Linked DNA regions of Gasterosteus aculeatus: region 1 is linked to region 2. Evidence: chromatin contacts called from public Hi-C data. All regions are on one chromosome and are shown on one strand. The core of a region is the stretch at or near the end of the contact, and the rest is flanking DNA. Distances in the headings are between cores, read along the strand shown. Region 1 holds the start of znf385a (zinc finger protein 385A). Region 2 overlaps znf385a (zinc finger protein 385A).

The links. A called contact is a pair of places that touch in the nucleus more often than the background predicts.
Region 1: a Hi-C map of skeletal muscle shows a contact between it and region 2, with 3 times the contacts expected there. The contact joins the promoter of znf385a here to the enhancer-like site in region 2. A contact is called at or near these places in 3 of 6 Hi-C or Micro-C datasets (skeletal muscle and whole body).

What each region holds. Positions count from the first base shown.
Region 1 is chr2:10,894,920-10,898,966 of fGasAcu3.hap1.1, forward strand. It overlaps znf385a (zinc finger protein 385A), which reads right to left and starts at 1,971. Exons shown (of 8, transcript XM_040192935.2): 1 at 1,633-1,971. The coding sequence starts at 1,645. It overlaps birc5b (baculoviral IAP repeat containing 5b), which reads left to right and starts at 2,811. Exons shown (of 4, transcript XM_040192984.2): 1 at 2,811-3,145; 2 at 3,979-4,047. The coding sequence starts at 3,020.
Region 2 is chr2:10,850,708-10,854,755 of fGasAcu3.hap1.1, forward strand. It overlaps znf385a (zinc finger protein 385A), which reads right to left. Exons shown (of 8, transcript XM_040192935.2): 5 at 3,191-3,547; 6 at 763-947; 7 at 543-635; 8 at 1-353. The coding sequence ends at 66. Among protein-coding and RNA genes, the nearest start is that of tac3a, 18 kb to the left of the region's middle. Within about 2 kb of position 1,379, at least 1 of the 9 cell types and tissues checked has open chromatin away from gene starts, as enhancers often do.

The DNA.
Region 1 (4,047 bases), core at 721-3,220, 45 kb after region 2:
AATCTGAGAGCTAGTGATGTCAAATGCCTTCATTCATGTAACTCTCTGATCCGTTTTTCTCCTTCTTTCCAACAAAGGAAAAACAGTAAATCTACAACTCCTGAAATCTGCCAGACAGACTGTAACTCACTTCCTCGTAAGCTCAAAAGCAGTGTCAAAATCTTACTTCATAAATTCCAGTCATATTTTATGAACCTTGGCAGGCCGGGACTTTCCAGAAAATTGAGTTCATCCTTTCTCTTCTTTTCCAGTTTGTTTGCAGGGTGGTATGAAAATGATTTCTGTTGGTACAGACCCCTTTGGTCATATATCATGCTTTGGGTGTCTCCTGGCACCGTGGTGGTGAATTTAGAGGCTGCCTATGAATGTCAAAGGTGAGGGGGTGAGGCAAGCCCCGGGTACCAGCATACTTGCACGTCCCTCATAACGTGGCAAAGCATTTAAAAAGCTACCAGACTATAAATTAAAGCGTATTAGACCATGAAATCTTAGTGCACGTTAAAGGAACCACCACTCAATATCTACACAATAATGAGCATGTTGTGCCCCACAGTCTGTTTAATAGCTTCATTAAGCACAGCACACACAACGAGCCCGCTTAGTAGGAACCAAAGGACTTCTGCATTCCCCTTTGAGTTGAGCATATCAGTTTAGCGGCGAGGGATACTCCTCTCACATCAGGTGTGGACATGTGCATGAAATGTTTCCAGCTACACGCATCTAATAGTTCAAACAAGGGTATCAGACACTAACGGCGTTATTTTAATAACTCAGTAGCCGCTAAACAGCATATTTACGTTTGAGTCTCTCCATCGCAGAATGAGCTGAATGTCTTGATTGCGAAAAATAATATTAAAATAAGTTGCAGCCATTTTGATTTATGTTCTTAACAACGTGCCTTTTGATGAGTGTGCACGCAGGTGGGTGCGACTGCCTTGTGAATCCACGCCTGCCTGCAGAGATGAAGAATGTCGATGTTGACTGCCACAATCTCACACGTCCATGACGCTTTTACACCAGCAACAGGACAGGACGTCTTTCTTTCCAGCCACACTCGGATCACACGTTGGCGCCACGACGGCGGTTCGAACTCGTTGGAACGTCGCTGCAATGGTTAAATAAAAGTGTCGCCTCAACTTGCCTAAATGCTTTTGACTGACACATTCTTAGTTGTTTTTACATGTCGTGTGTGTATTTTCAGAGGATATAAAATAATGATCCTCTCTGTTGTTCCTTCACACTTGTTTTTTGGGGGGAACAAACTACAAATTGAGCACGCATACAGGCCGGTTAGGACCAGCCTCGCCCTAATGCGGGACGCTCAGTCTGTGTGGGGGCAGCAGAGGACGGGTGGAGCTGTCAGCTCCACCCGGGGACTTTTCATATTTCCAAGTCAACGATTGAGACTTGGTGGGAAGATGAATTCCTCACATTAACACAATTGTCACATCCGTCATTGAAACAACTGTAATCTTTTGTGCTGCATCCCAACCTTTTAACCCCCCCCAAAAATCCACACAATAATCAAGTCAATGAAGCTTCTTATACATTAATGGTATAAAAAATGTATTTTTCCCCACCGAGACAGTAACAGACGCAGACAGACATTAAAGCATCGGACGTTTTTCTTACCTGTGCTCCACATTGCACCTCCAGTCCTCCTGCAGCTCCTTATTAAGAGTGTCAGATCTCCTATCCAGGCCCACCGAGAGCTACTCTTTCCTCTGTGAAATCCCTTCCAGCATAAAACTGGTTAGGTGGAATAAAAATATCAAGAAGGATCCTCAACTGTTTCGAAAAGATTCCGAGAGCTGTGTGTGCAAACCGCTTAGCCCAGCGGCTGGCAATGTAAAGGACATGTGGAAATAGCGACTGCAAACACTTCTATCACCTTCCCTCCACCTCTCGACATCTCATCTCCTCCCTCCCCCTCTTTCACTCTCGGCCCCGCGTGAAAACAAAACTTGGGTCAAGAAGCTAATCGTGGGAGGCCTTAATAAGTGAGGACCGTTGTGTCAGAGGTAAGGAACGGAAGAGGCAGTAACAGGGAAGAAGTAAACGTCATCAAAAGCACGAGTAGCAAAAGTGAGATGCAGTTAACAGAGAAATATCCACGGAGGAATTGTTGCATAACACATGACACAAATTACCCAACAGCTGCAAAATTGTCACAAAGGACCATCCAGACAGGGAAAGCATCAAGGACAAATGCAAAACCTTGGTGTGGCTATTGCTGCTGAAGCTCTCAACTATACAAACGTTTCGCTGAACAACGTTTGGGAATGAAAGAGGACAAACTGGTCAACTTTACACTAATGGTGCAGCATTGTGGAGAGAAAAAGCAAAAAATACAAAGCAAGCAAGATTTTGGTAACACACACGTGATTAAATTCAGAGCTGGATGTTATTCTGCAGTAGGTGGCCACACTAGACACTATCCACCTGCAGCTACAGTAATTGTATTGTCCAACTTAGTACAGGCCTACTGCTGAATGAGATACTTACACAGCATCACGGTAAAGAGTAAAAAGTGACACACTCTCACCCTAAGCAGGCACACTGCAGCTCAGCTCTCTGCAGGCACTCTGCCGGAAGATAAGGTTAGAAGGGGAAAAGGACATCAGTTTACGGTTGTAAGCACATTTCGGCACCAAGTGGCCTGAGGGGTAGTGTTACATACACACACTGCTCACCAGGACGGTCCCGTCTCTCACAGGCTTGTAAAGTTTAAAACAGCAAACCATTAAATTCCACAAATGTTTATGTCTATGTTTACATCCTATAAAAATCCGCAGCTGACTGCAATCCCAGCCCGGAAGTGAATAAGAATATACAATAAGAATGCTTCATCGTGTAAATTGTATGATTATTAGAAAACATACGTACCGGACAGAGTCCCGCCCACTTTTTTTCCAATCAGTCGAGACCGATAACACCTGTGAAGCGTCCGCGCGCCGCCAGCACGTGTTCACATCGGCGACCACGGTGAACCGAGTCGAGCCTGTTTCCAGCGAAGGTTATGGCCAGCGTCGATGTTCTGTCCGCCAGGTTTGCGACTTATGACAAAATGTACATGCACGAAGCACGTGAACAGAGCTTTGCAGACTGGCCGTTCAGGGAGGAGTGTAACTGCACACCTGAGAAGGTAAGGAGTGGTTGTAAATTATAATAATTGTTGTAAATTATTATGAATATAAGCTTTCAGAAACAACGTGATGGATCATTTAAATTTACCTCATAAAACTACTAGCAACAAAATATCCCACTACAAGTACTGCTCTGATTTAGCGAGCTAATAAACTGTTGGGAAGCTGAATCCATGAAAATACTGGAAAAATATAAGTAGCCTACAATGTTGGCTCGCAAAATCTTAGTGTAAAGTAGCATGCAAATAAGCTTTAAGAAAAGTACATTGAAATTTTCCTGAAGTAACGTTTCAATGGTTGAGTAAATGTACCTTGTTTCCTTCTACCTCTGGACACTAACTACAGGGCCAACAGGAGGTCACACTGGGTTAAACGTAAGGGATTTTCCCTCTCAACAGCTCTTTAACATTCAAAATAAGGAAAACATGACAATAACTTTGTTTTAACTTGGTACATGACTACGGCTGCTGAAAATAATTGATTTAGCTGAACCATGTTTACACTTAAAGCTGCGTAACCTCGTGCCACGGCCTTTCGTCCAAGGCTGTCACAGTTTATGATAAACCGTTAAGCAGGTGTCCACAACTGACCCTTCGCTTTCCCCACCCTTGTCATGACGGATGAGCTGCTGACACCCCACTTGATGAGCAACATTATATGCCATGTTACCGGCTCCTAACCCCCGACCCCAGAGCCAAAAGGAGATCATCTGCTGCTGCTTCTGTTGTCACTGACCCTATAATCTCCCTCCAGCTTTGAAAAATAATGTTTTTATTAGTATTGTCCAGTATGGTGGATGCCTTTAAACCTATTTTGGTGCTTGTCCTTGCAGATGGCCAAGGCTGGGTTTGTCCACTGCCCTAGTGAGAATGAGCCTGATGTCGCCTGCTGTTTCTTCTGT
Region 2 (4,048 bases), core at 129-2,628:
TTGTATCTTCACAGTGTGCTTTTAGAGTGACTGCTCCTGACCGGCCGAGGTCAGAGGGTGATGTGTCAGTAAGGGGAGAAAAGGATTGGCCCGTGGGTGGTGCGCATGGGCCCGGGGGCGGGTCTCAGAATGGCGTGGCTGAGATGAGGGCCTTGCAATAGGTGATGGTGCGGGTGGTGGGGTAGGTGCGGTAGGTGCGGGTGGTGTCCAGGAGCTGCCGCCGCCGCCGCCGCACGGAGAGCCATCTGATTTGAGGAAGCTGCAGCGGCCATCGCTGCGGCGACGGCCAAGGGGTTGTGCAGGAGCCTTGCACCCAGCGCTTTGGTAAGATCCTTGGAGAAGCTCAGTGAAGACTGCAAACCGAAGGGGGGTCAAAAGACAAGAGAATGAAAGAAAGAGAGAGAGAGATACATGAAATGATTGGTTTCCAGATGAAAGAACACGTGGTGGGAAAACATAGTCCAGATGTATCATACATCCTAATGCAATCCCGATTCAATTCAGTCCGTTCAATTGAGTCCGTATTCAACAGGGAGACTTACCGTAAGATCAGCTCCCCGGTTCTTCTTGTGTCGGCTGAGTAGGGGGTTGGGTTTGCCCGCCATGCCGTCCCGGTGCCTTCGACTTGATATGTGCTAAAAGACAGGAACAAGACTTATTGTAATTTTCCCAACGAAATAATATGCCATATCTAACAGCCTATTATTTTGACCCTGGGTTTTACATTGTGACAAGGTACAAAGTATAATTTCTTGCTGTTACCTGTTTGAGTTGCAGTTCAGAGTTGACCCGTACATTGCAGATCTCACAGTGGAAGGTTCGTTCCTGAGTGTTGGGGTCCACCGGCCCCCCTCCCTGCTCTCCGATGGGCTTGGGGCCCAGGCGAGGATACGCCTTGATGGGGCCCAGCCCGCTCCGCGCTTCCAGGATAGTTTTGTGTTTGGTACCTGCAGACCGACACACGGGGGGGAAAACAAAAAGGTCAGGAACGGCACAGGCCCGAGATGAAATTACATAATTAGAAGCTAATACAATATAATTAAATAATACAGTGGAGATGCATCATCATTTATGCCAAATGAGCCATGCCTCTGCTACCCTTCTAATATCGAATTAATCCCGACAGCCTTTTTTCTGTAACTAATCAAAGTGATCGAGGAACAATGACAGTGACAAATAGAAGGGCATTATAGAAGAAAAGATTTGTAACACTGGCTTAATTCTCCAATAATTGACCACATGCATCATATCGCTGTGTGAGGTTGTAGTGGTATGTGTCTACCACTAGAGGGCTGCACACAAACAGCTGTGCAGTGGGAAGATAAAACTTCTCCAATGTTTATATTCCAGTAAAACGGTGGATCATGTTTGATCAGGCGAGCGGTTTGCACTGTACTGAAGTGTATTACCACTTGTGCCAACATCAATAAAGGCTCTGGACTACTGAACCCTCTGTCATTTAGACTGTAAATGTTTAAATATGGAAAGTTATTAAGAGAAGCGCGTCTGTCTAGTCTGAGGTTAGATTTGATGTCAGACATTTACCGCCCTGGTCCCATGATGAAATAGACATTTCTATTCACTAGATACTGTCTCCTGGCAATACCAAGTACTACAGTTACATGTGACCTGAGACATTGTAACGTCAGAATCCACCCAATGCCTGCTATTAGTCCAGACAGGATTCTAACCTTCTGTTTTTTATTTCAGCAATTAAAAAAATACATTTAGTCAGATCTTCAATAAAAGAGGTCCAATTGCCCGTAAAAAGGAAATTACAAGAGATTCCAAACTAATGCATGTTTCATACGTTGTTGTTTCATAACATGAGGAATGTCTTTATGCAGTGTTTTCTTAATTAGAAAAAAACAATCACACATTTTGCTTTTGGCTAAAAATAATTAGCTATGCCCCCCGATCGACCCCGATGACGCAGCAAAGCCCCCCACCGTCTTTGAGTCACTCTCCCTCTGAACAGAGTTAACGTTACACAAGAGAGGGAAATGGTCAGACGTGGAGACTGGGGGGCTCCGCTGGGGGGAGCGGGAGGCTGGAATGACAGATTTCGCTCTCGGCCAGGAAATGTGCTCTTAAGCTCTCTGTTTGTGCCTTTGTTCTATTTTAGTCTGAAACTAGATGGCCCGTGGAGTTTGTCTTCGTGTGGTTGACTCATTGTGTAGAACGCCGAGCATACAAGGCGCATTTGAACAGGCAATGGCTTTTTTTTTGTGATTTCTGCTGTTCATTATCACACAAAAGGCCACGCATGCTGCCCAAGTCTGCATGACATATGCTTTGATAATTGAACCCCGCTAACATGCATAGTTTTCATTTTCAGAATCAGTGAGGGTGATCGTTTCCAGATTGCTTACTTTGTTTCTACTCAATTTGGCATTCAGGCATTACATTTGGGAGCTGTGGCCCCCGGGTGACGTTAGACTGGTGTCTGGTTATACTTACATATGTAACATGCTGGAAGACCAATGTACAGTAACACACACGTATTGTTGCGCTGTTAGACTGATACTAATCAGTGATAAAGCACAAAAGCATTAGTTTATTCAACCATAAAAGGTTGATTTGTGTAATTTTCACCCAAGCTTAGGAGGTATTTGTTGGCTGCGTTCTTGTCTGTCTGAGCTGGCTGCACCAGAACATAACTCAAAGCAAAGCGCACACGGTTACAGACAGTAGTTTCTCTCATGTTTTAGGAGAGTGTATCCGTGTTGAACAGTGGAGGTCAGCGGACACAAACTGTGCTTACAGGAACACCGGCTCATAATTGATAAAAGCAGGCGGCGAGGCCCTCAGGGGCCTGTTGGGTGTGAAAGTTGTCTGACTGAATGTTGAAGCTGGGATTGTGCGGAGCTAAGCAACAAAACTGATTTTTTTTCTTGTTTTCTCCTTCCTTTGTCAAGAGAACTCTTCAGACTATGGAGAATAGTTTTTATATAAAAGACTAATCATGACCGAGTGAGGCACTCTCTCATGCGTTATTTTAACGAGTTTCTTCTCCTACATTGATCAGTTTGGTGTTGTCTGTGAGTCCAATAATGTATCAAATTAACAAATATTAATTAATTTAATATATTCAAGTTGCCACAGTGATCTTTCGTTGTAAAATACCTTGTTAATTCCACACATTTTCATTGCCAGTGACTTTCTGCAACGTGCAATCGGACGAACCCACCTTTGTTGTGGGCCTCCAGCTGTGACAAGGAGTTAACCGCCACCTTGCACAGTGAACAGTACAGCAGCTTCTTGGCCTTGTCCTCCTCTGTCTCCGGGTTGGACGCGCTGGAAGCAGCGATGCCGCCGGCTCCTGGAACAGGGGGTCCAGACCCCGGCTGCTCTGAGGGGGCACTGCCAGGGCCGCAGCCTGGGGAGGATGAAACGGCGGGGTTCAGGAGGGGCATGGGGCCGGGCAGGAGCGGGCACGCCAAGGGCATGGGGGAGTCCACGGGCGGGGTGGGTGGGGTGGTGAGAGCGGGGAGGGGCCCCGGGGCCAGCAGGGCCACGTTTAATTGCGACAGGGGTTGTGTTTCGTCTGCAAAACAACAGAGAGACACAGACAGAGGAAGAAACAGAACACGTGTCAAATGCAGTGCAAAGGCAAATAACAGAACGGATTTTGTGTTCCACAGAGCACATAATTCAAAACAAGTGCTTAACTATTGACTTCATTGTCTATGAACTCAGCAATGAAGCAAAGAGCCCATTTCTGTTAAGTTAAACCACAGCACTTCCACACAGCTGAAATCGGAAGCCACAGTCTGCTGCTCAGATGAGACGGAGCAGTTATTTTAATTTCCTGTAATGTATATAGGGCATAATGGTTCAAAAAAAGATCCTTTTAATTAAAGGCACATATAAAGTAGATCAGAGGAGAAAAAAACGTCTCATATGTGTCAAGGCACAAGCGAGTCTTTCACTGATGTGGTCTCGTCTTATTAAAATATTTCCAAAGTGAGAAAAAGGAAACGGGTACCACAACGTACGCGCTTTTTGACTCTTTCCAAAACACCTGTTGTTTTTGGCAAAGTTTGTA